7 separate regions of the Mus musculus genome follow, and regions 2, 3, 4, 5, 6 and 7 are each linked to region 1. A link is a contact called in public HiChIP or PLAC-seq and promoter capture Hi-C data. All regions are on one chromosome and are shown on one strand. Each heading gives the region's core, a stretch centred on a gene start, on an enhancer-like site or on the middle of the called end of the contact. The rest is flanking DNA. Distances are from core to core; before and after follow the strand shown.

Region 1 (3,704 bases), core at 216-2,715:
TCCCAGCAATAAGGAAGGTGGAGGCCTGAGGAACCTAACCTTTCAGTTATTATCTTATTAAGGTTTTTACTACTGTGATAAAAACACCAAAACCAAAAGTAACTTGGGGGAGGAAATGGTTCATTTCGCCATATAGCTTATATCGCTGAAGGAATTCAAAGTAAGAACATAGAGGCAGGAGCTGATGCAGAGGCCATGGAGGAATGCTACTTACCGGCTTTCTCCTTAAAGCTTGCTCAGCCTACTTTCTTATAGAATCCAGCAACCTCTGCCTAGTGTGGACCCACCCATGGTGGGCAGGACCCTCTCACATCAATCACTAATTAGGAAAATGCCTTACAGGCTCGCCTACAGCCCAATCTTAATGGAGGCATTTTCTCAATTGAGGCTTCCTCCTCTCAGATGATTCTAGCTTGTATCAAGTTGACATAAAAATTAGCCAGGACTTTTTTTTTTTAATCACTATGCATAGAGTCCAGCCTAGGACACATAAGACCTTGTCTCAATAAGGGTGGAAAAATAAGAGCAAAAGAGGACACCTTGCCCGGCATGGGGGCTCACGCCTTTAATCCCAGCACTTGGGAGGCAGAGACAGGAGGATTTCTGAGTTCAAGGCCAGCCTGGTCTTCCAGGACAGCCGGGGCTACACAGAGAAACCCTGTCTCGAAAAAACAAACAGACAGACAGACAAACAAAAAAAAAAAAAAAAAGAGGACACCTGACCTCGGATCTCCATACATATGTACACACACATCTGAGTAGCACATGTGTATTAAATACAATCTGAGGGTTTGACTCAGTTGGTAGACTTGACCAGACCCGGGGTTCCACGCCCAGCACCACATAAGATCAACTGTAGTGACGCTTGCCTGTAATCCCTGCACTCAGCAGATAAAGGCATGAGAATCGAGATTTCAAGGCTATCCTCAGCTATAGAGAGAGTTTGAGACCCTGTCTCTAAAATAATAATTGGATTAGAGGGGTGGCTCAGCAGACAAAGGCATCTGCCGCCAAACCTGGCGGACTGGAGCTCAATCCTGGGACCCCCACATGGTGAGTGGGTGGGGAGATCCGACTCCCTCCCAAGTTGCCCTATGGCCTCCAAAGGCGCTCGTTGGTGCATGCACACACGCAGAAATAAAATGTAAAATCAGACAGATGGTTAAGATATGGTGAAAATGGTGGAAACGTTGGCATACGCGAAAGTGACTGTTAAGTGACCAAAGAATTAATGCATAAATTAAATTTGAGTTAGGCTCCCTCTATAAACTGTTTCCAGAAGCCCCCCGCTCTGCGCAAAGCTCTGGCAGTGAGCCTGAAACGGCTCCCACCACCTGCTCTTCACTCTCAGCAAAAACCCGCACCGAAGCCAGCAGCAGGTGAAGAGTGGGGTGGATCCCTGACAAGTGTGGCCAATCCGCTGCAGCAAGCACGAGAGGGCGTGGCCTGGGGGGGCGGAACCTTCGGTCGGCGGAAGGCGGAAGTGCTCGCGGCGTCACGTGACCTGAGTAACATGGCCGCGGCCCAGTGAGCGTTGCCGGTTCCTGGCGGGAGCTGGTCGCGTGAGCCGTGGGGCGGACCGGGTCGCGCGTGGGAGAGCAGGGTCGGAGCAGGGGGACCCGAGGCGGCGCGTGGCGGCGGGACGAGGCAGGCGGGCCCTGGGCGGCATAGCCCATGAGCAGGCTCCGGTGTCCGCGCGGAGCCGCACACTCCCCCGGCCCTGGCACGGCCCAGGCAACCTCGGGCTAAGGTGTCTGGAGGCTCCCAGGCGCAGCGCGAGCTGCCACCATGAACCCAGAGAAGGATTTTGCGCCGCTCACTCCCAACATCGTAAGGGCCCTGAATGATAAACTCTACGAAAAGCGGAAGGTTGCAGCGCTGGAGATCGAGAAGTAAGAGCTCCTGGGACCCCGCCCTGGCTTTGCAGCGCCTAGCGGTTCTGCTTGCCCGCGGCGAGGGTTCGGTATTGACCTCTCCGGTTTCAGCTCTTAGCACATTGCTTTAGAGCGGGAAATCCAAGAGCCCTATCTTTGCTAGTCTTAACCTCCTGGTGCTCCCAGATAGCAGTGAAAATGAATTGACTTAAGGTATGTGCAGAACCTAGCGCAGTACCTGACACATTCAGTGTGGCCTCAGTCAAAAGCCAGCTAGATCGGAGAGTGGCCTCTCTGAGGAGGTGGAGAATTTGCTTATGGTGTCCCGCCTTCTCTTTGCAGCTTCTGAAGTGGCCAAGTGTAGAAATAGGTCAAAGCACGTGATCCAATGCTCAGAAGATTGTCAGGCCACCCTCCCTTGCAAGTGAAAATGGGAAGATTTGCCCTTCCCCGCTTCTGCAATAGTATACGTGTGTGTAATAGTGCACTGGTGTTTCCAGGTGTTCGAAATAGGGAATGTTTAATTCGGTAATGTTTTGCTGAGTATGTGAGAGAGCACGTGTTTTTCCCCCAGCCAAATCTTAGTAACAGTCAGTTGAGTAGGTGGTTTCAGAAGAGTAGAAAGCAGCAGCCTGTAAAACTAGAAAAACATTAGGAGTTAAGACATCCAACTTGGTAACAGCGGACCATATGTGTCTATGTAAATTTAAGTTAACCAGAGTAGTGACACAGGCTTGAGATTTGGCACTTGGAAGGCTCGGGCAGAAATACTGTACTCGTTTGAGATTAGCATTGGTCACGGGGCTAGATCCAGTCTCAACAACAACAACAAAGTAATGAATCAGTACAAATTGTAAATTCAGCACGTCAGTTTCACTACCCATAATCTGGGTGTTCAGGAGCCAACCACTACAGCTGCACAGTGCAGACTAGAGAACATTTCAGTCATTGTACAATGGTCACATGGCCAGCCCTAAGCTATGGAGTGGTGCTCACTCATTGACTAGGATAGACTCTTTACTCAAAGTTTTTTAACCTCGGTGCTGTTGATATTTGGGAAGCACAATACTTGGTTGTGATGGGCAGTTCTGTAGCTTGTGTGATTTTTTTTTTTTTTTTTAGTAGTACCTCTGCCCTTTACCCACTAGATGCCAGTAGTACTCCATCAGTTGTGACAACCCAAATTGTCATCAGACTTTGCCAAATGTCCCTTAAAGAATCAAAATCACACTAGTTGAGAACAATTGCTTTGCCCTAGACTAATGGCTTTGGGCTTAGGTAAGAAGACCCTTCCATTTGTTTGCAGTACTCACGCTAGCGGTTTCTTTCCTCAGCCGCCGCCTTTTTTTCCCCTCTTTTCTGTTTACTGCCTTGCATTGCAGTGCTTAGCACAGTTCTGTTGTCATGCCGAATAGTGTGACCCAAAGATAGTGTCTAGGTATGATTGTGTGTCCGTGAGTTCTGTTGGTTTTGTGAAGTTGCAGTGTATATTAGGTTTTCATTGCTGTATCAAACACTCGAGATTTAAATGGACAGGGTAGTATGTGGTCAGTTGGACCTGTAGCTTTTGGGCATGATGAAGCCCTTCAAGGGCACACACCAAAAGGAGCTCTCAATAAGCCTAACTCTCAAACTCTGTCAACTCCGAATGAACCAGACAGAGGGCTACCTACACCGTGCATACACGGGCCTTTGAGAAACGGTTAAGATTCAGACAGTGGCACACTGACACCAGTTTTTTGCCACCCACTCAGCGTCACAGAAGTATCTGCTTTTATCCTGGCTTGAGTCATCTGTTAGGTCCTTGAACAGAGGTGTTCACAGCATAGC
Region 2 (3,509 bases), core at 905-3,404, 880 kb before region 1:
CAGGGACTCCTAAAAGCTGGCCTCTGGCCGTCACACACAAGACCAAAACAACAACAAAAAACAAAAAAAACAAGAATGAAAAAAATCTTTATGCTTTCATTTTTGTAAGACATCCCTGGAAAGAAATTTCTATGTGTTGATTTCAGTGGTTTCTTTACCATCCTTCATTCTTCATTCTCTACCCCACTCCCCAATGAGCAAGCTCATTTCCAGTCCAAATTTTGCTTAAATGCACAAATAAAGATGAGAGACTTCATACTGCCTGCATGTGAGCAATGAGAAGCTGGGAGTTTCTGCTTTATTAGTGGCCCATGAACACACAGATGTAGAGATTATTCAAATAAGAAAGCTGTCACTAGAGGAAAAGGAACAATTATTTATGTTTCTGGGGCAGAGAAAGAGGTCAAGGGGGAGTTACTCAAAGTGAAAGCTATATTAACAGATTTTCTGAGTAAAAGTAAAAGGGCTCCTGTGTGTGTGTATGTGCGCGCGCACACACACAATTTTATACGTGACTTTACACTAAGTACTGAATGAAATGTGAAAGAAAATGAAAACGCCATTTTGATTCTATGAAGCTAACAAAGGGGAACAAAACTATTACTAAGCTACCAATATCTGAATCCACACTTGCCAGAAACATCAATAATTAAAGAACATGGCCTTTCAAGGCTCCGGATGCAGCTCAGTTGGTAAAGTGCCTGCCTAGCATGCATCCAGCCCGAGGTTACATCTCTAGCACCTCACAGATTGGAAATGGGAGTGGACACTTTGTAATCTTACTACCTTTGAGGTAGAAAGAAGAGGATCGTGAGTTCAAGGTACTCACCAACTACATTCGATTATTTAGCAAGTCAGAAGTCAGCCTGAGCTCCATAAGACCCTCTCAAAAGAAAACAACCAAAACCAAAACCGGGGCCAACGAAGTCCTAACAACTGGATTAGCAGTATTGACTAGTACCGAGGAACCTGTTCTGTCAAAGTCAGAATATTGCAAGCTCGATCCAACTGAAGGCAACGTTTACTTAAGATAGGCATGGTTCAAGGGTACACGAAAGATGGAAATGTGGAAAAACAGATTCCTAATGCCACAAATAAATCACCAAGTGGGTACAAGTCACGCACTCATTCTTCATCAAACGTTTAATTGAAAGCACTCAGCTTTCTTTCATTTTCTTAATCCCCCAAAATGATGCTTGCCCTCTGTAGCTAAAAAAAAAAAAAAAGCTAAGGAAAATCCGTCTATGGGTCACCGAGGAGTTAGCAAACACAAAATAATGAAAGGACGGAAAGAGGCAAAAAGAAAGCTCAGCCTGCCCACCAGGTTCCCACAAGGCAAAACACTTCAAAATCTGAAACCGGGTGTGGGTGTAGGGTGCAGCTTTGGAGAATTTCTCATGGGAAATGACACAACTTGTGGCCCTGAGCTAAGGGGCAACGGAACTATTCCAGAGACCTGCCAACCTAGCCGAGAAGGCAGCTCCTCTTCATGCAGGGAATGGAATCAAGAGACTGCACACCGAGGGGGACCCAAATTCACTGAGGGAGAGGTGCGCCCCACAAAAAGGGAGCAGCAAAAAGGGAGAGACACCAGGGATGATGGCTTTTGATGATCCTTGTTCCGACAGGGGTACAGGCCTGAACTGGGGGAGTCTACGTTTAGGGTTAGTCGGGGTAGGGGGTCGGACGTGGAGGTGAGGCCAGGCCCCGCTGGCGACGCTTCCTTGTTTGGGGCCCCTTCCCGCCCTGAGAACTCGGACATCCTGACCCGCGGGGACAACCCCGTCGGGGCATCAGGGCCTGAGGCCGCCTTCTGGGCCAGGCGGGAAAGCAGCATCTAGAGGGGCTAGGCACGGCCTCTTTCGCTCGCTCTGCCCGCTGTTTAGGGGGCCCGCGGCCGGGGTGAGGCAACGGGCTTCTAGGGGGGCCCTTCCACTAGAGCTCCGAACCCAGGCCTGCTTGGCCTCAGGCCATCCCAGCGGCCACCGCTCCAGGCGACACTCACCGGCCCATCTCACGGAGCTCCCAGGACTCCTCCCGCTCGTCCCGGAGCCGCCGCCACCGCGGCCGCCGCCATCCCCGGCCCCGGAGCCGCCCCACACCCAGCGGGCACCCCCCCAAGCCGGGCGCCCGGAGATGGCGTTGAGCGCATCCCGCCCCCCCCCCGACGCGGAGAGATGACGTCACCCTGGCCTGGGAGCGCCGCCTACTTACACAGGAGGAAACTGGCCGCCTGCCCATCGTACCCAGCGCCCCCCTTTGGTGGGAAAATGAACGCCTGTCCCACTGAATGGGTCCAGGGAGTAGGTGATGTTTCCTTAAAAAGCTCCCAGACCTGGATTCCCTGGAGAAGTTTTCACAAGCTGTCACTAGAAGTCCAGATAGTGGAGATCCCTGGGGCCTTGTTTATGATGCCCCAGAATTTACTGGAGTAGAAAGATGGAAGGGTCATTGTAGGGTCAGGGTGAGAGAGAGCTGGGCCCAGACCTTTTCAAGGGTCAAGAGCCTTGTAAAGTTAGAAATAGCCTGAGGCAGCCAAAAAAAAAAAAAAAAAAAAAAAAAAGTGTGCCTGTGCAGGACCTAGAAAAAGATGAAAAAGTACTGAAGACCTGGGAGTGGGTGAGCAATAAGGACGGGATTCTTACTACAGTGGAAAGCAGGTTGGCTTAGTGAATACAGGGCTTGGCTACTGGTTTGGAATATTGTCACCCATATAATGCCAGTTCATACTAAATACTTGAATGAAAGTTTGATTGGCTTAAGCAGACACAAAAATGAATGGCTGATTTAGGTTGCTGATTGGAGGGGGAGGATTTTTTTTTTCTTATTTGTTCATTTGTTTTTGAGACAGGGTCACAAGTAGCTCAGAGTGGTTTTGAACTCACTGTGTAGTTTAGGGTGAACTTGAACTCTTAACCGTCCTGCCTCTATCTCTCAAGTTGATGGTATCACTGGTGCATTCGTTTCTTTTCTGTTGCTGGGATAAGACACAATCAAGGCAACTGCCAGAAGGATTTGAGTTTGTGGTTCCATTTGAGAGGGTTAGGAGTCCATTGTGGTGGGAAAGCTTGGCAGGGAGCAGCAGCCATAGAGGCTGGAGCAGAGAGGAGGGGGTCACATCTAGAACTTAGAAGCACAAAGCAGAGAGACTGAACCTGGAATTGCCTGTGGCTCTGAGCCTCAAAGCCAGGTCCCTAGTGACATAGGGACTCTAACAAGGCCATACATACCTTAATAGTGCCACTAACTGGCCACCAAGAGTTAAACATCTAAGCCTATATCGAAGTTTCTCATTCAAACCACCACAGCAGGCAAGCCCCACATTTGGCCAATAGTTGGTCTTGTGTTCAGATTACATTTATACAGAAAAAGTGATTATGCGTGTTTTATATAAAAGAGAGAGAGAGAGAGAGAGAGAGAAAACAGAAGTGTTGGGAGCCGCGCCCACATTCGCCGTTACAAGATGGCGCTGACAGCTGTGTTCTAAGTGGTAAACAAATAATCTGCGC
Region 3 (3,436 bases), core at 889-3,388, 930 kb before region 1:
CACAACTGCAGTTAACTCCACTCCCCCACAGGGGATGAGGTGGAAATCTGATGCCTTCTTTTTGGCCTATGAGGGCACCATACATACATGTGATATGGACGAACATGCAGGAAAACATGCATATACATAAAAGAGAAGGCTACTAGTGCATAGGTGGTTCCCAGCATGAGAGACACAGGCAGGAGGATCATGAGTGTAACCCAGCCTAGACTACACAACAAACCTGTCCCAATAGTATCCAGATGAAAAAAGAACCAACTAATTACTGTTAACAGGAAGAGCATGCCATCTAAATAGGTGAGTTCACCAAGAAAACACAACTGTAACTCTGAATGCCTCTCATGAGAAAAGATGCAAAACACATGAAACAAAAACTGACATGCAGCAAAAAGAAATACGACAATCTAGTTATAGTTAGAAACCTCAATATACCCCTTTGGCAATTCATCAATCTAGCAGGCAGAACACCAGAAAAATAACAACTGTGGTACTGGCTACTAATGAGTTTGTGAAGCAAACAGTTGAGAGTGCCAACTTAAGGAAGAAGGAATTTCAAACTTTGATGTGTGTGTGTGCACGTGTGCATATGCATTTGCAAGGGCCACAGTACAAGCGTGGAACAGTTGTGGGTACTCTTTCATGCAAGTACCAAGGATCAACTTATACCAGGCTTGGCCACAAGGGCCTCTAAATGCCTAGCCACCACATGAGCCTTCCTCCTCGTCATTCAATCCAGCTCCTAGCCTACCTGGTGCTTACTTGCAGAGGACCTGGGTTCAATTCTCAACACCCCCACGGTGGCTCACAACGGCCCAATAACTCTAGTTCCAGGGGATCTGAAACCCTCTTTGAACTCCACAGGCACCAAGCACACTCATGATGCAGATATGCCTGGGACCCTAGATAAAGGGTCTAGGCAAAACACCATACACATAAAATAAATATTTAAAGAAAAAAAAAAGGAAACCTCGTTATCAGTAATTTAAGGGTTCCACATGAAATAATTTTCATAGACTACACTTCGTTTTGGGAAGTGTTGGCACTTTAAACCACAAAAGGTTACATATAATTGGGACCTGATCCCGATTAGAGCCTAAATTAAGTGGATCAGAGTCTACTTAAGGACTCTAGAGGCTCGGGTCTTGTTAGAAACCAGAGGCACAAGAAGAAAAAGAGAAAGGCTACGAAAGTAATCAGGGGAAGAAAGCATTGTTTTTATCAAGTGAAAATGTTAAGAAGCCGCGTGACTTAAACACAAGGATGCGGTGAAGTTCCCCCACGAAGGTCAAAAAACCTTGAAGGGTGTGAGATGTTAACAAATGTACCGACTAATATTTTACTAAGCTGGAAAAAGACATGCATATGGAAATGGAAAAGTCTGACTGAAACAATGAAACACAGGTTGATTGTTTGATGGAGGGATTATACTGTTTTGTTCTCGTAAGAACAAAAAAACAAAAACAAAAACAAAAACAAACAAAACCAGAACAAACACCAAGAAGGCACAACAAAAGAAATGACAGTCTCCTCCCGGGAGCCATTCAACAACAACAGACTGTACACAATAAGCCCCCGTAGCCTCCCCCTGACATCAGTCGGCCGCAGCCCTGGTCCGGTCCGCATCCTAGCTCAAGTTCAAGGTCCTGAGGGCCACGCCTGACCCCAGGACCCGGAAGAGGAGCGCTCCCTCGGGCTCTCCTGGTCTGACTCACCCCGCAGCAACCGCGGCGGTGGGGACAAGGCCTCCCTCAGGGTCCCGACCCGACCGCACTGCAGAGGGGTGTCTCCTCAGTGCCCGGCTCATGCCGGGGGCAACAGCGACGCCAGCACCTGTCTAGGCGGTCCCACCTCCTCCCACGGCCGGAGCCCGACCTCAGGCCTGACCCCGACTGCCAGGGCTTCCCCCGCTGACACGGCGCGGACGGCTTGTCCTCACGGTCCTACAGACTAACGCTGGGGTTCCGTAAAAGCGGGACGTAGATGGAAGAGGGAGACAAAGATGCTTAGGTCTAAGGAGGGCACGCTCACCTGGAGGGATCCGGACGTGAAAACGGAAGAAGCCGACTTCCGAGGAGCCGCTCGGCATCCAAAATGGCGACTCCCTCGACCTCCCCACCGCGGACTCGAGCGGAGGAATCCAAGGGGGCGGTGTTAGCCACGCCCTACCTAGCAGGGATTGGCTGCGCACACAACAAGGGGCGGAGCGAGGGACTATTTCCCACGGCGGAGGCGTGGGACCTGACTTGTGACACTTAACGTCACGCAGTGGGTTGAGTCATTTGCTAAGGGCGCGCCTTGCAATTTGCCCCGGGCGCGGCGGGGCGGGTGGAGGCTTCTCCTGGATTCTGTGCCCGGTACCCTTGTTCCAGATTCTTCCAGCCCCTGGAAAAACCGGCTGCAGACTGTCTCGCAAACGCCCGCGGATCCGAGCGGAGTCTGGCTTCCCCACTTAGCTCACCGGTCGGTCGGTCGGTCGGTCGGTCGGTCCTGGGACTCCGACCTCGGAGGGATGGTTGGGCGAGATTCAGCGCTGTGGAGCCGACTTTCCTCCACCGCCTCTCTTTCCACCGACACTGTCCGCCCCGCACCTTCACTAATGTACTCTGCACAGCCTCCACTCTCGCTCTTATTTTGTATCTGTATTCAGAGGCTTTTCTGGGCTTGAAAGCGAGAAAGAGCCTTCCTGTTCTCTGGCTCTTGGCCCTGCTATGAGGCCACAGCTATCAAGACCAAAACTGTGGCTTGTCTTGGGTCAGTGGTAAAACGAGGACTGCAGGTTACTTTGGGAGGATAATATGAATTGAAAATAACTGGCTTGTAACCATGTGCCGCTGTTCAAAGCTCCAGGATACTAGGACCTTAGAATTACACAATATTTGGTTCCCATAAAATGTTCAGATCGTTCCCCCAGCAAAATATTTGCATAGAAAAATTGTAGTTCTGCAATGAGATCATGACATTTGTGGCTAACACTTTCTACACACACAGTCCCAACAACAAAGTACAATGATAGAAAAATTTCCCCTGAAGCACAAATTAGTTTATTGGGCTCATTTACAGACCATAGGTGACAAGTCACTTAACAAGCAAGTGAGTAATCACTCTCCTTCAAATAAGCTTGCACTGGAAAGTATCCAGTAGAAATGAAGGCTTCCTGGCATGGATGGAGCCCACTTCCCTACTGCTCTCCAGCCCACACTCTAGCCCCTCCCCAGGCTACACGTAATTAGGGCGGAAGTACGTTCAACAGCTGGTATCGATTGCAGGCATACCCAGGTGAGGGTTCCAAGACCCTCTTGGCCCCTCCTTCAAATATGATGATCTTTGGGCACAGCTACATTCCTGAAGATGGCTGTTGTTTGGCTCCGATGATAGAAAAGTATCGCAGCACTTAAGGGGCAGGTTGTTCATATTTAAAGTGCCTAGGGACAACCCA
Region 4 (3,506 bases), core at 214-2,713, 900 kb after region 1:
ACCCATTTCTTGAGAATAGACATTGTTTAGATCTGGAAATCCCCTTCTCCCTCCCTCTCCTTTCCCCCTGAAGGCCTATAAAAACTGGGCCCCTTTTCCCCTCGTGGTCGACTCCTCTACCCCTGCGTGGGATATGAGTCGTCTCCAGAGCTCTGGCTTTCCCCAAATAAAGCCTTGTGTGGTTTGCATCAAGCTTGGTCTCTCCTGAGTTCTTGGGTGTCCACTATTGTCCCGAGGCCTGAGTGAGGGGCTCCTCTCGGAGTCTTTCAGATGGAGGAAGGAGACCATTGTATGGCAGCTGGTTCTTCCTGACATGTGAGTCCTGGAACTCAGGCTGGCAAGCCTGGCAGCAGTGCCTTTGCCAGCCACCTTGCAGGCCTCCAATGTTAACAATTTTTAAAGCTTGCCATGTGCCACACTTCTTAAACATGTGGCCTCATAAAATTCTCATGCCAGTCCTGTAAGTATAATAACCTCCCTTCTACAGGTAAGAAAACTAGGCATAGCCGAGCAGTAGTGGCGCTTGCCTTTAATCTGGGAGGCAGCGGCAGAAAAAGGCAGATTTCTGAGTTCGAGGCCAGCCTGATCTACAGAATGAGTTCCAGGCCAGCCAGGGCTACACTGAGAAACCCTGTCTCGAAAAACCAAAAAGAAAGAAGAAAAAGAAAAAAGAAAAAAAGAAAAGAAAACCGAGGCGTGGAGAGTGATGTGAGGGATGGGCTCACAGGTGTCCAATCTAAGCAATACATGTATCTTGTCAACGACAGAGTATTTCCCACATTAGCAACCACTTAGGCTGAAACAGATGCTCCGCAAAACAGTATTTCACAAATTCACCCCCAAAATGGTCCAAGGTGAGACTTGGTCCAAGTAACTGAGGCTCAGAGAAGTTCTGCAACTTTCCCGAAGTCACCAAGTGCAGTCGACTACCTCAGGGAGTGGACACCTCCCCCAGTTCACTACCTTGAACAAGGTCAGAATCCCTTTAGCATTTACAATCACTATCTTGGCGTCCCAAGACCATAAGCCTGTTTGGAACCCTAAAGGCCATACACGCCTTTGCCCTAACTGTCCTGACCAGTAATCAAAGCTTCCTTAGCTATCCTGACTGACAGCTCCAGATGAGCACCGCGTCCATCTTCCCACCCTGAGCAAAGGGATGGATGAAAAGGCGGGGGTGCAGGGGTGCGGGGATGGGGGGGGGGGCGGGTGAGGGTGTAAACCACGGAAAGCGCATGCTCAGATGGCTCCATTCCCAGATGGCTCCATTCACGCACAGCTCACCTGAGAGTCTCGAAACTCCACCACCACGTTCTCGCTGCTCCAGCGCGCCGCCATCTCACTAGCCCGATCGTGGGGTGCCAGCAGGCGACCCTCCACCCCCAACCCCACCCCCAAGTCCGAGACTCCCCGCGTGAGTAAGCCCCACACAGCCTGCTAATAAATCCGGCCACGCCCAGTTTCTCCCTTTCACTTGACCACAACTGATTGGCTACCCCAATGATAGACCCCGCCTCTTCTGCTTTCTCCCCCAACCACGGACCAGGTCTGCCCCAAAACAGGAACGCCCCTTCATTTCGTCATCAGTACGAGTCACCTGGGCACCCCGCGGCTGCCGACACGCCCCCTGCCGTGAGCTCTGCTGGGAATTGTAGTCAAATGTCAGCACAGCGTCAGTTACCCAGGAAGAGCCTGAGTTCAGAGAGTAGATGGCAGTTGTCCTGTATTTTTGCTGGTATTTGGTTGGTATCCCCGTATTCTCCTACACATAGCCTATAAACAAAACCTACATCCCTACCAAGGGAAAAAACCTCTTCTGATTCCTGCCATCAAGGCTTTGAAAAATCTGAGTGCACAATTTTTTGTTTCATGCTGTACAGCCGTGCCTCTGAAGTAGTTCCTGAGGTTCTCCACGAACAACACTTTGGGGGTGGAGGAGAAAACAAGTCCCTAAAGGTAAAAACAATTTTATAATCTTACTAACATCACTGTGCGGTATAGTTCTCCCGAGGATGTGTAGTACAGAGGGAATTTACTCTGAGAGGAAGTTTAAACTGAATATTAAACGACATGACTTTTTTCCTTCTTTTTTTCTTTTCTTTTTTTGTTTGTTTTTTTGTTTGGTTGGTTGGTTGGGTTTTTTTTTGTTTGTTTTTTTTTTGAGACAGGGTTTCTCTGTGTAGCTCTGGCTGTCCTGGAACTCACTCTGTAGACCAGGCTGGCCTCGAACTCAGAAATCTGCCTGCCTCTGCATCCCAAATGCTGAAATTAAAGGCGTGCACCACCACTTGCCCGGCTGACCCTCTTTTTGATAACATCATTTTGGTTTTGAAAAGTGTTATTTTTTTTCACTGAAGATGTGTAATTAATGTTAATGGTAGTTGCCATTTAACCATAATGGTTTTTTTTCCCTATTCATGGTTTTAATTTCTAACACTAGCAATATCTTTATCCACACAGTTTTTGGAGTCTTAGACAATTTTTGAGGATGAAATAAAAATTAATCAGGAAGTTTAGCATAGTAGATACTAGTTGGCTCCTCTTCAACCCTATCCTTTGAAGTCCTGGGTTAACTGGCTTAGCATCTCTTTGTCTACAGAAGGGGGTATATCATACTTAGCTGTTGAGAGGAGCCAAGCACTAGGCCTGACATGTTGTAAAGGCTCAAGTATAAACTGTCACCAGCATTCCTCTCTGAAGATCGTTGCATGAATGGAGAGGAGGTGTAGACTCCTTTCCCCCAGCAGACGCTGGTTATAAAGGTCAGACAAACTTGTCTGTAGGCTAGGGTGACTATCATTTCACTGTCGTCTGCCTGGAACAGTCTAGGTTTTACCACTATAACCAGCAAAAAAAAAAACTTGCATCCCAGAGAACCCTTCAGTACCAGAAAAAAGAACAGTTGGTCCCTCCATGGTAGATAAATGTTTGGCAGAATGAACTGCATATTATTATAGAGTTGCGAGCAATGTGTGAAGATGGCATAACCTAAATTGAAGACCTGAAGTGGCACCTTGAAGGTGACATTTGAGTGTTTCAGTATATTAAGATTTTGAAGGGTATACTATGAAAAGGAAAAGAGTGTGAGCTTCATTAAGAGTGTGAACAAGGGTCTGGAGAGGTGGCTCAGCAGTTAAGAGCACTGATTGTGGGCTGGTGAGATGGCTCAGTGGGTAAGAGCACCCGACTGCTCTTCCGAAGGTCCGAAGTTCAAATCCCAGCAACCACATGGTGGCTCACAACCACCCGTAATGAGATCTGATGCCCTCTTCTGGTGTATCTGAAGACAGCTACAGTGTACTTACATATAATAAATAAATAAATCTTTAAAAAAAAAAAAAAAAAAAAAAAAGCACTGATTGTTCTTCCAGAGGTCCTGAGTTCAATTCCCAGCAACCACATGGTGGCTCACAACCATCTGTAATGGGATCTGATGCCCTCTTCTGGTGTGTCTGAAGAGAGCATCAGTGTATTCACACACACACACACACACACACACACACACA
Region 5 (3,330 bases), core at 492-2,991, 750 kb before region 1:
TTGAACAAAACATCTTAAGACAGGGCGGGCCAGGTCTATCTCGAATGCTGTTGCTTTTAAGCCTACAGTTAAAATACTCCAGACAAGTAGTTGCACAGGCCAAACTGAAGCAATGGGTAATAAGTGACCCTTTGCCCGGTTATCTTAGAAGTTGTTTTGCTTTTTAATCCCTTACAAGTTGGCTGAATATTCAACACATACATAAGAGAGGAAGCCCTAAAAATGAAGAGATCTAGAAGGCTTCTTACAAAATGTAGGAGCAGTTTAATGCTAATCACCTTTTGGGAAACCTAGAATTTCAGAATTACAGTGGCTACTATGAATCTTTAATATGAGTTAGGCTCTTTGTTCTGTCCAATCCACCTTGATAATGGCCAGGCAGATGTTAATCTAGTTCATTCACTCCTTAAGAACCAACGCAAGGGTCTAGAGAGATGGCTTAGTGGTTCAGAGCACTGGCTGCTCTTCCAGAGAACCCAGGGTCAACTCCCAGAGTTCACCTGTCAATTTACAACCATCTATAACTCCAGGTCCAGAGGATCCGACACTGTCTTCTGGCCTCTATCATCAGTCATACACGTGTTGTGTTGCATAGACTTAATACCCATAACAACACGGAAGACCCACCTGAAGCTGGGCATAGTGGTGCACATCTGCACTGGGGAGGTGGAGACAGGAGACTCTAAAAGTTCAGGGCCAGCTTTGGCTATATAGTGAGTTCGGGTCTGCCTGGGCTATGTGTAATTTTCTGTCTCAAAAAAAAAAAAAATCCGAAAGAATTAGATCAAGTAATTTGTACATGTATAGAATGTATAGATCTAATAATGAGTATAATTAACGGGGTGTGGTGACCCACGCCTTTAATCCCAGCACTTGGGAGGCAGAGGCAGGCGGATTTCTGAATTCGAGGCCAGCCTGGTCTACAAAGTGAGTTCCCGGACAGCCAAGGCTACATAGAGAAACCCTGTCTCGAAAAACCAAAAGAAAAAAAAAAAAAAAAGAGTACAATTGAGATTTGGAATTGGAATTAGGCAGACTTATAATTTGGCCCACTAACCACAAAACTATCTTTCACTCCAGGAACAAAAAGAGTCAGCTTTTAAAATAGGTGAATTAAGACTTGCAAAATAGAAAGCGGGCTTACACACCATGTTACTGGTTGAGTGGTTGAGGACGAGAAAGGAAATCTGATACTTTGATTACAGGAAAAGGACACTGAACTGTGCCTGGAAAGCTTAGTGTACTTGAGGTGGTTTGATGAAGAAGGTCGCCAGCTATCCCTAAGAGGTGAGTATAAGCAACAGTTCTTTCACCCCCAGTGGGTGCCAGGGGACAAGACACATTTGGGAGCAGGAAGCGTCTTGGATGGAGAATTCCAGCGCCGCCCATGGTGGAGGGTTGTATCTTGTCTATTTTAACAGGTGCAGGCCTTACCTGTCACTTCCTCTGGCCGCTTCTTGGAGGATCCAGAAAGTACCAAATTGCTCTCCCTGCGCCCTGGTCCTAGGAGCTCAGGGTGGAGCGCAGCAGAGGCTTACTCCGCCTGCAGTGGCGCCAGCCTCCCACAATTCTACTCCGGCCTCGCCAGGCTGACGACTACGCAGGTCCAGCGGGTCGGGGAGGGACCGAAGGGGGCGGAGCGTCTTGGTTAGGGGCGGGGTCTAGGCGGAGGGGCGAGGCCTCCCGCTGCTCGCGCGCGCCTCCGAGGCTCGCGCTGTCGCGCCGGGCCGGGCGTCTCTGTAAATCCTTGGCCGCCAATGGGGGAGGTGGAGCCCGTGCCCGCGGGCCCGCTGGAGCCCCCGGAGCCACCTGAAGCGGCGGCGCCTCGCCGGCCCGGAGGGATTCGGGTCCTAAAGGTGAGACGGCAGGGAGAGGGAGGAAGCAAGAGGGCTGTGGCCGCCTTCGCTAAGCTGCCCGAGGCGGCGGGCGCCCCCCGCCCTGCGTCCCTGGGCCGCTTGCACTTGGCCGGGCCGCCGCGGGCCTGCTGTGGGGCCTCCGGGCCGCGCCCCCGCCCTGGCCTCCGCCGCCCTGGTCCCCGGCGCTGTCCATCCCTGACCGCCGCCCGGCAGGCCCACGCCTTCGGGCAGCCGCTGCCCCCACCTTCCTTCCTCCCCGCATCCCCGGGACCTCAGTCTCCTCGCTGGGCCTAGCCCGGGGCCCCGGGACGGATTCCGGGGGGCTCCGAGGGCCGGCCGCGCCTGGCGGGAGTCAGGCGGCGAGTACGCAGGACTCGGCGGACACCTGAAGACATCACCCCAGCTGGAGGATGGCGGCGGCGATTGGCCAGGCGCCGCGGTGTGCGCGGGCTGCGCCGGCGGGAGCGGCCACGCTGCCCTCGGGACTGGCTGCGGGAGTTCCGAACCGGCTCTCGGCTCCAAGACGCAACACCCCGCGCTTCCCGCTCGGGGGACAGTCCCGGAGGATCTGCTGCCTGTGGACCTGCTGGGCGTGTTGCAGGGTTTGGGGGGCGGGGGTGGGAGAGCAGAGCCCGAAGGGGCACTCCTGCTTGGCTGACAATCCGGGGAGAAGGCAGTGGGGGAGCCGTTATGCAACAGGCAGCTAAGCGGGGCTTTTTGGTAGAATCAGGGGAGTAGGAGGATAGGAAAACAGATGCAGGGGAAAGGGGAGTGGAGCCTTGAAGGTGAGTGATGACAAGAAGTTTCTATGCAGGAAGAATGCAGAAGGTGAGCTGAGGTGAGGTCAGCAGAGATGGCTAAAAGGTGGCTAACTGGGTGGAGTTCTCTACTAACCTCTGAAATAGTGCAGAGACATTTTTTTCTGTAGGTTCAGTATATAAACGAACTGGAATAGTGGAATGGAATTCCTCTAGAGTTCTAGAAGAGCAATTGGCAGGATTTAAAACTTGCCAAAGAAGGGGAAGAAAATTAAGATTTAATGTGTTTCGAAACCAGTCTGCCAAACATCGAAGATACTTAATGTTAAAAGCAAACCTTAAGTAATTAAATGAGATTGTTGTTGAGTAATATTTCCTTTTATTAAGATTATTAGTAAAGTAGCACAAAGATGGAAGCAGCAGAAAAATTTATTTGTTGTACTTAGTGAATTCATAAAACCAATACTCAGTAGACTGAAATTTTATTTTCTGGCACCTCCCAGTGTTAATGCATAGTTTACTTTAGACTAACTTCATAACTGTTACCTACACTGTTACCTACACTGGAATTTACTCAAGCATAAATCGAAGTGTAATTACTCAAAGTCTTCCAGATATTTAAAATGATAGCAAATAACGAACTGTAAATTGTGAGTGGATTCAGTACAGGCAAGAGATCTGCAGGACTAACTTATGAGGAAATAGTTTTGAGAGAT
Region 6 (3,233 bases), core at 127-2,626, 720 kb after region 1:
GGTGGCTCACATCCATCTGTAATGGGATCTGATGCCCTCTTCTGGTGTGTCTGAGGATAGCAACAGTGTACTCACATAAAACAAATTAAATAAATCTAAATCTTACCAAAAAAAAAAAAAAAAAAGTGAAAAAGCAGCCAAACTGAAATCAAGCATGTGAGTAATTAGTTTTCCTTGTCCCCAGGATTCCTGGGCAGGAGGCACAGGCATTAATGTCAGAGTACTCTTTAATGGCTGAGCCATCTCTCTAGCCTGTCAGGACGCTCTTAGAGAAAAATCAATGGATCTCGGGGCCCAGCCATTCCCAGATGGTGAGCCCAAGTCGTCAAGGCTCTTTCTTGGATGTCTGAGAGCAAAGGAGAAAAATCTGGAAGCACTACTAAATATATTAATTACTCATATCCTCCCCCCCCCCCCCAGCCTGGACTATACAGTGAGTTCCAGGCCAGCCAGAGCTACACAGTGAGATCCTGTTTCGATAAACAAATAAATAAATAGTCTAAAAAAAATCAGATGCCCTTTAAAAAAAAAACTTTACGTTAGATTATTCGTGAAATGGGCCCCAGAAAAGGAAGAGGGCGTTCATAGTTAAGAACTGGAATCCCGCTGAGTAATGGTGGAGCATACATGCCCTTAGTCTCAGCACTTGGCAATCAAGAGGCAGGCAGATCTCTGAGATCATGTCCGGCCTGGTCTACGGAACAAGTTCCAAGTTCCAGTGCAGCCTGAGCCACCCAGAGAAACCCTGTCCTGAGTCCCCGCTTCCCCCACCCCTACCCCAAACCCCCGTAATCGTCTGTGCTGGAAATTAATTGTCCTACTGACTACCCATCTACTCTACGACTTGGGCACCTCGGGGCGGGTCCCCAGTCCCCACCTTTTGCCTTTCCTCGAATGCCATTCCTCGATCTCCATCCTCCTTGGGCAAAAAAAGGTCAGCAGAGATCTCAGCAGAATAACAGCCCAATTTAGTTAGGGAATCGAAACCAACTCACCCTAAGTTCCAGGAAGTCCAATCTGTGATTCTGGGATTCTCCTGCTTCCTCCTGCCGCGCTACAGCTCACTGGATTCTACGTGATCTCCGAGGGGCGCTCGTCCGGTCTATCCTGCGCTCAGTTCCTGTAGGATCATCAGTCTCCCGCCGCTCCCGGACCGCGGTCTTCTGCCTCGTTGACAATGCACGCCAGGTCGGAGCAGGTCCCCGGTGTCCTGAGTCCCCTCCCTTGGTGCAACCTTAAAGCTCTCGCCTCTCGGAGGAACTCCGCACCAGCCGCGGTTCCCGCCTAAAGTCAAATTTGGGCCAACGCAGCAATGCTCCAGCAGAGTCCTCAAAACCAACCTGTCCGACAGCTATTTCTGTCCAGAGTTCTGCTCCGGAAGCCGCGGCCAGTTTGACACGCCTTCCCCCGGCTTTCTACTCCTACTGGAGATATGCCAGCTTCCCACACCCGCTCTCTGGACAGCTCCCAGTTGAAGCCCCTAGTTGGCTGATTCTTTCCCCAAATCCATTAAATAGTTACTCTTCCCAGGTTCTCTGTTTGAGGTCTTGAATTTGGGGGTTGAGAAAATAAGGTTGCAGAGAGCCCTGATAGCCAGTGTAAGGGATAGCCTGGAACTTCAGCATAATTAAAAAAAAAAAAAAAGAAAGAAAAAGAAAAAGAAAACGAAAGTGAGGCGGATGTCCTGAGTCATTTTCCTCTCTCGAGGCAAAAGGCCTTGTCCTCTGACTTCAACGTGTGCACTGGCCCTGGCACGCAAACGCATGCATACCACACCGGTAAATACATAAAAATGGAGGTAACCCGTAGAAGTGCTGAGGCGGTTCCTTTAGCTGCTTTGTGTTGAATAATCCTGGGGCAGGGGATGGAGAGTAATGGAGGAAGTTTAAGGGAGTGTGAAGTTACCCAAGTAGGGGTCAGTTCCTTTTTTTCCCCTTCTAAGGTCATCTCCAAACTTTGTTATTTTTCAAGATGAGTTTATTATTTGTCAGTTATACCCCCAGTTAGCTAGTATAAGAAATAACCTTTCATTAGCTAGTTGGTGGTGGCACAGACCTTGAGTCCCAGCACTCAGGATCTCTGTGAGTTCGAGGCCAACCTAGTTTACAAATCCAGTTCCAAGAGCGCTAAAGCTCTACACACACACACACACACACACACACACACACACACACTCAGATATATGTTGAGATATATATCTCAAAAATAAAACTAAAACAAAATTTAAAAAGAGGAAGGAAAGAAAGAAGAAAATGCCGTTGGCTGACTCATGCTATATAGCTGGGAAAGAATAGAAATAAATTGTATGGGGAGACATTTTACTTTGAGGCAACATAGTTCAGGGATGTCTGGGGGGCTTAGTTTACCTGTTTTCTCACTTCTTTTCTTTATTAAAGATTTATTTATTTTATATTATGTGAGTACACTGTCATTGTCTTCAGACATACCAGAAGAGGGCATCAGAACCCATTACAGATGGTTGTGAGCCACCATGTGGTTGCTGGGACTTGAACTCATAACCTGTGGAAGAGCAGTCAGTGCTCTTAACCACTGAGCCATTGCACCTGCTCCATTTTCTCTCTCTCTCTTTTTTTTTTTTTTTTGCCCTTTCTCCCCACAGACATTCCCCACAAGATCTCATGTAGCCCAGGCTGGCATGGAATTCACTGTGTAGCCAAGAGTGTTCTTAGACTGTTGGTCCTCCAGCCTCCCCTCCTTCATCCTGGGATAACAGAAGTGCACCACCACACTTCTTTTCTGTGGTGCTGTGGATTGAACCCAGGATTCTGTGTTTGCTAGGCAAGTTCCCTATCACCGAGCCAGCCCCCTCTTTGTTTTGTGACAATGTCTCTCTAAGTTACCTGAGGAGGTCTTGAACTTTTGTGATCCCTGCTTTCTTAGCCTCCCATGTGGCTGGAATAACAGACTCGGGCCATCAGGCCCACTTTGTAATTGTTCTCCCTTGTCAGTTGTCTTAGGTCTAGAGATTTATGTATGTGCCTGCCTTAGTTAGGGTTTTACTGCTGTGAACAGGCACCATGACCAAGGCAACTGTTATAAAGACATTTAAGTGGGGCTGGCTTACAGGTTCAGAGGTTCAGTCCATTATTATCAAGGCTGGAACATGGCATCATGCAGGCAGGCATGGTGCAGGAGGAAATGAGAGTTCTACATCTTCATCTGAAGGCTGTTAGCAGAGTACTGACTTCCTAGCAGCTAGGACTAGGGTATTA
Region 7 (3,321 bases), core at 679-3,178, 840 kb before region 1:
AGAAACTGAGCTTACAGATGCTGCCACCACAGCTTCGTCAAGTCCTTCTTAAGAAGACATTTTTTTTTTCTCATTAATCCCAGCACTTAAGAGGCAGAGGCAGATGCAGGCAGATCGCTGTGAATTTGAGGCCAATCTGGGCTACAGAATTCCTGGACCTCTAGGGAAAGACTGAGAAACCCTGTCTCAAAAAGAAGAAGGAGGAGGAGAAGAAGAAAAGAGGAGGAGAGAAAGGACAAAGAAGAAGAAGAAGAAGAAGAAGAAGAAGAAGAAGAAGGAGGAGGAGGAGGAGGAGGAGGAGGAGGAGGAGGAGGAGGAGGAGGAGGAGGAGGAGGAGGAGGAGAAAAGAGGAGGAGAGAAAGGATGAAGAAGAAGAAGAAGAAGAAGAAGGAGGAGGAGGAGGAGGAGGAGGAGGAGGAGGAGGAGGAGGAGGAGGAGAAGGAGGAGAAGGAGAAGGAGGAGAAGGAGAAGAAAAGAGAAAAATAAAACTTTTGTTGTTTGCTATGGTAAACACTTAATTTTGGCCCATAAAAACTATTTTAATCTTCCATGTGGAAAACTTGGCTACCTTTGCCTTGCATCTCTGCTTGAAGATTTCCTTTACGGAAATTTCACAGTGAATTTGGCATGTTTCATGCATAGGCCTGGCTCAAAGTAATCTGCACTGTGCTAGCATTATGATGTTCTTCTAGTCTTAGGGTGTACCTAGGGCTGCCCTGTACAGATGCCCCGAAGAAAGGTAGGAGGATTTGAATTCCGTAAGCATTCTGCTCTATAAACCGGTAGGTATGGGTTGGAATATGTATATGGGGTGTGGTGAATTTTCTGTGTAAGATGACATCTTAAGGCAGACTCCATTGTGAGAGACAGTTGTAGTTTTTCTCAAGTCTTAAATCTCATTATTTGTAAACTTTGGTTACTTACTTTGACTCACGAGATTGCTTAGCGGGCTAGGTTGTACATACGATGGTACCTTATGATCAATATGACACCAATATTTAATAAATTTGATCGTGCCCTTGGTATCCTTTCTTTCCAGCCACTTGGCATGCTCCAGAAATTCAAGGTCAAAATTGTATGGCTAGACTTACTCAGCTCAACGTCTGTATTTTGAAATCCTTGCATGAAAAACGAATGTCTAAAAGATGCAACTTCCTGTTTATGACACTCAAATTTGAAACTCAGGATTTTTGCTTAGTTCCTGGTCTTTGGTATTCAGTGTAGTCTTGTGTTTTATTCACATCTGGGATACCTTTGTTGTCAATCTATCGGAAAGATTTTATTCTAGGTAGGTCACCTTTCCTTTAAATGGGCCAAGATATCAAGGATCTCTAGGTTCACATGGAAAAGACTTGGGTCACAAGTTAGTAATTATTTATCACGCCAGGAACTGTCTAGTTAGACTTTCTTTGCTTCAGGTCATTAGTTCATTCAATCATAGATGGAAAAGCTATTCTGGAAGAGTTTTAGCTGACATTTGTCCAGATTCTTTTTTCCCCTCACAGGAGGGGACTGGATCGTAGGTGAGATTGCCGCACAAGGCGGTGGTGCTGTGCTTGGAATCCATTCTTAGGTTTCATCTTTTTACCTGTTTTCGCAAAAAAAAAAAAAAAAAAAAAAAAAAAAAATTGAAGATACCATAAAACCCTAGAATCCAAAGCCACTTGGAGCATGTTTCTAATGTTGACCAGAAACCTCTGGCCAACGAGGACCACTTAGGAATCCTTTCGGACAAAACTGGTCACACCATGTCTATGCGCTTTCCCCTGCATCTCCTCTCCGCCTTCCCCAGCTCCCTCGCTGAGCTCCGCCCACCTCAGGTGACCCCCACCGTTTCCTGGCTGCACAGTTTTCCCCTCCCCCCAGAACGGAACCAAAGTGCGACGGCTCCAGGGCCGGGCCGGAGCGTGCTAGCTCAGACTCCTCGCAGCGGTGACTCGGCAGCGGCGTCGAGCGTCATCAGTGACAGCCCCGACCCTTGCTACGCTTTGAGTCGCTCTGCCCGGCGCAGTCGCCTCCTCCTCGGCAAATAGTCCTCGGCGGGGGCCGAGTCCTCGGGTCATCCGGGGTGGGAGACGGCACGGGCTGCAGTCGGAGGGACGCGGGGCGGCCGGCGAGAGGGAGCCGGGGAGCGGCGTCTCCCGGGGAAGCGCGAGGCGTGAGGTAGAGGCGCCCTCCTCGCCCGGGATCCCTCCGCCTGCAGTCGCGGTGCTGAGGCCGAGGGAGCCGCCATTTTGGATGTTCGGTTCCTGCTGCCACTGCCGCCGCCGCCCCCGAAGCTGCTGGTTTCCTTCGAGGTTTCGGGCCGGTGAGTGTCACTCGCGGCACCGAGGGCGGGTCGGCTCTTGGGCTCTGCCGCAGCCGCGAGCGTCTGGCCGGAAACCTCCTGTCAGTCCCAGGGGTCCGGGCTCAGCCTGTGGGGGGTGGGGGGTGAGGAGGACCCAGGTTTGGGTCAGGAGGGACCCGGGAGCCCCGGGCTTGCTTGGACTTCCTGAGGGCCGACCTCGGGAGCTTCAGAGCCGGAGCTGTCGTGCGCGGTCGCTTTCCTCTTCCCTTGGCGTGGTCTGGCCGCCGCAGGCCTCCTTGAACCCATTGACTTTCTCAGGCTGCGAGGCTCCTTTGAAAGCTCGCTCCGTTCGGGGAGCTTAGGATTTAGCGGGGCCGGGCCCCACCCCCGCGTGTCCTCTCGGAGCCACGTATCAGCGTTCTTGTGTTGGGGACTCGGGTCAGATCTGAGAACTCTGAGCATTTCCCACGCAGGGGCAATTCTGCCTGGTCCCTGCAGTGCCGTCCACTGAAAGCCGGACATCGGCCTCGCCTCCCTCTAACCTTCCAACTAACTTCTGGTCCAAACACTTTCGCTTTTTTTTTTTTCTTCTTCCTTCTTCTTCTTTCTCTTTTTCTTTTAAAGAACTCACCTGAGACCGCACTATTCACTCTCCTCTCCAACTCTCGGTTCTGCGGACGTCGGTTTCTAGTAATTCTCAGGCTCTTCCTCATTGCCTGGAACTGTCGGTTCTGCTTCCCAGTTAGGGCTTGGTGTCGGAGAGCCGTCGAACCACCCTAGGGTGTATTTCCGCAGCAAATGGGTTTAAAGCAGGCCAAGTGGCTTTGGGTGCGAAGGAGCTGTGAAAATAACTTTCTGCATTTCTTTCTGTTCTGAAAGCTGAGCTTTGGGGCACTTACTGATACTTTTTATTTATTTTTTTCTTTTAGCGTTATATTTGCTTGAGCATGGAAAGCTGCCCTTGGAGAATAATAATCTGACGTAGGTAGAAAGGAAGATAACTTTTTTGGTTCCTATAGGGATTAGTTAACAGA

Evidence for each region. Promoter capture Hi-C pulls out the DNA fragments that hold promoters and counts their contacts. HiChIP or PLAC-seq counts read pairs in DNA pulled down with a chosen protein or histone mark.
Region 2: a contact with region 1 is called in a FOXA1 HiChIP or PLAC-seq map of pancreatic cancer cells. The contact joins the promoter of Atxn1l here to the promoter of Vac14 in region 1. A contact is called at or near these places in 1 of 39 promoter capture datasets (pre-B cells) and 1 of 115 datasets of contacts at active chromatin or transcription factors (pancreatic cancer cells).
Region 3: a contact with region 1 is called in a promoter capture Hi-C map of liver, with 4 times the contacts expected there. The contact joins the promoter of Ist1 here to the promoter of Vac14 in region 1. A contact is called at or near these places in 4 of 39 promoter capture datasets (the 3T3-L1 cell line, cranial neural crest and liver), 4 of 484 Hi-C or Micro-C datasets (CD4 T cells, Th1 cells, bone marrow-derived macrophages and 1 more), 1 of 115 datasets of contacts at active chromatin or transcription factors (large pre-B cells) and 1 of 9 other capture datasets (adipose tissue).
Region 4: a contact with region 1 is called in a promoter capture Hi-C map of pre-B cells, with 4 times the contacts expected there. The contact joins the promoter of Wdr59 here to the promoter of Vac14 in region 1. A contact is called at or near these places in 2 of 39 promoter capture datasets (liver and pre-B cells) and 1 of 484 Hi-C or Micro-C datasets (pre-B cells).
Region 5: a promoter capture Hi-C map of the SN4741 cell line shows a contact between it and region 1, with 4 times the contacts expected there. The contact joins the promoter of Phlpp2 here to the promoter of Vac14 in region 1. A contact is called at or near these places in 6 of 39 promoter capture datasets (the 3T3-L1 cell line, 3T3-L1-derived adipocytes, the SN4741 cell line and 3 more), 3 of 484 Hi-C or Micro-C datasets (the HL-1 cell line, embryonic stem cells and pre-B cells), 3 of 115 datasets of contacts at active chromatin or transcription factors (astrocytes, memory CD8 T cells and pancreatic cancer cells) and 1 of 9 other capture datasets (embryonic stem cells).
Region 6: a contact with region 1 is called in a promoter capture Hi-C map of liver, with 2.2 times the contacts expected there. The contact joins the promoter of Mlkl here to the promoter of Vac14 in region 1. A contact is called at or near these places in 5 of 39 promoter capture datasets (the C10 cell line, liver and pre-B cells).
Region 7: a promoter capture Hi-C map of liver shows a contact between it and region 1, with 4 times the contacts expected there. The contact joins the promoter of Ap1g1 here to the promoter of Vac14 in region 1. A contact is called at or near these places in 3 of 39 promoter capture datasets (hippocampal neurons, liver and pre-B cells), 2 of 484 Hi-C or Micro-C datasets (CD4 T cells and CD8 T cells), 3 of 115 datasets of contacts at active chromatin or transcription factors (astrocytes, effector CD8 T cells and large pre-B cells) and 2 of 9 other capture datasets (adipose tissue and liver).

The regions. Positions count from the first base shown.
Region 1 is chr8:110,617,102-110,620,805 of GRCm38.p6, forward strand. It overlaps Vac14 (Vac14 homolog (S. cerevisiae)), which reads left to right and starts at 1,466. Exons shown (of 19, transcript NM_146216.3): 1 at 1,466-1,892. The coding sequence starts at 1,789.
Region 2 is chr8:109,735,626-109,739,134 of GRCm38.p6, forward strand. Atxn1l (ataxin 1-like) reads right to left here and starts at 2,155. Exons shown (of 4, transcript NM_001080930.2): 1 at 2,006-2,155.
Region 3 is chr8:109,691,156-109,694,591 of GRCm38.p6, forward strand. It overlaps Ist1 (increased sodium tolerance 1 homolog (yeast)), which reads right to left and starts at 2,139. Exons shown (of 10, transcript NM_028018.2): 1 at 2,029-2,139.
Region 4 is chr8:111,520,644-111,524,149 of GRCm38.p6, forward strand. Wdr59 (WD repeat domain 59) reads right to left here and starts at 1,464. Exons shown (of 26, transcript NM_001170742.1): 1 at 1,285-1,464. The coding sequence starts at 1,338.
Region 5 is chr8:109,866,862-109,870,191 of GRCm38.p6, forward strand. It overlaps Phlpp2 (PH domain and leucine rich repeat protein phosphatase 2), which reads left to right and starts at 1,742. Exons shown (of 19, transcript NM_001122594.2): 1 at 1,742-1,856. The coding sequence starts at 1,758. Gm17344 (a long non-coding RNA gene) reads right to left here and starts at 1,669. Exons shown (of 4, transcript XR_003947453.1): 1 at 1,435-1,669.
Region 6 is chr8:111,336,829-111,340,061 of GRCm38.p6, forward strand. Mlkl (mixed lineage kinase domain-like) reads right to left here and starts at 1,377. Exons shown (of 11, transcript NM_029005.3): 1 at 996-1,377.
Region 7 is chr8:109,776,655-109,779,975 of GRCm38.p6, forward strand. It overlaps Ap1g1 (adaptor protein complex AP-1, gamma 1 subunit), which reads left to right and starts at 1,929. Exons shown (of 24, transcript NM_009677.6): 1 at 1,929-2,308.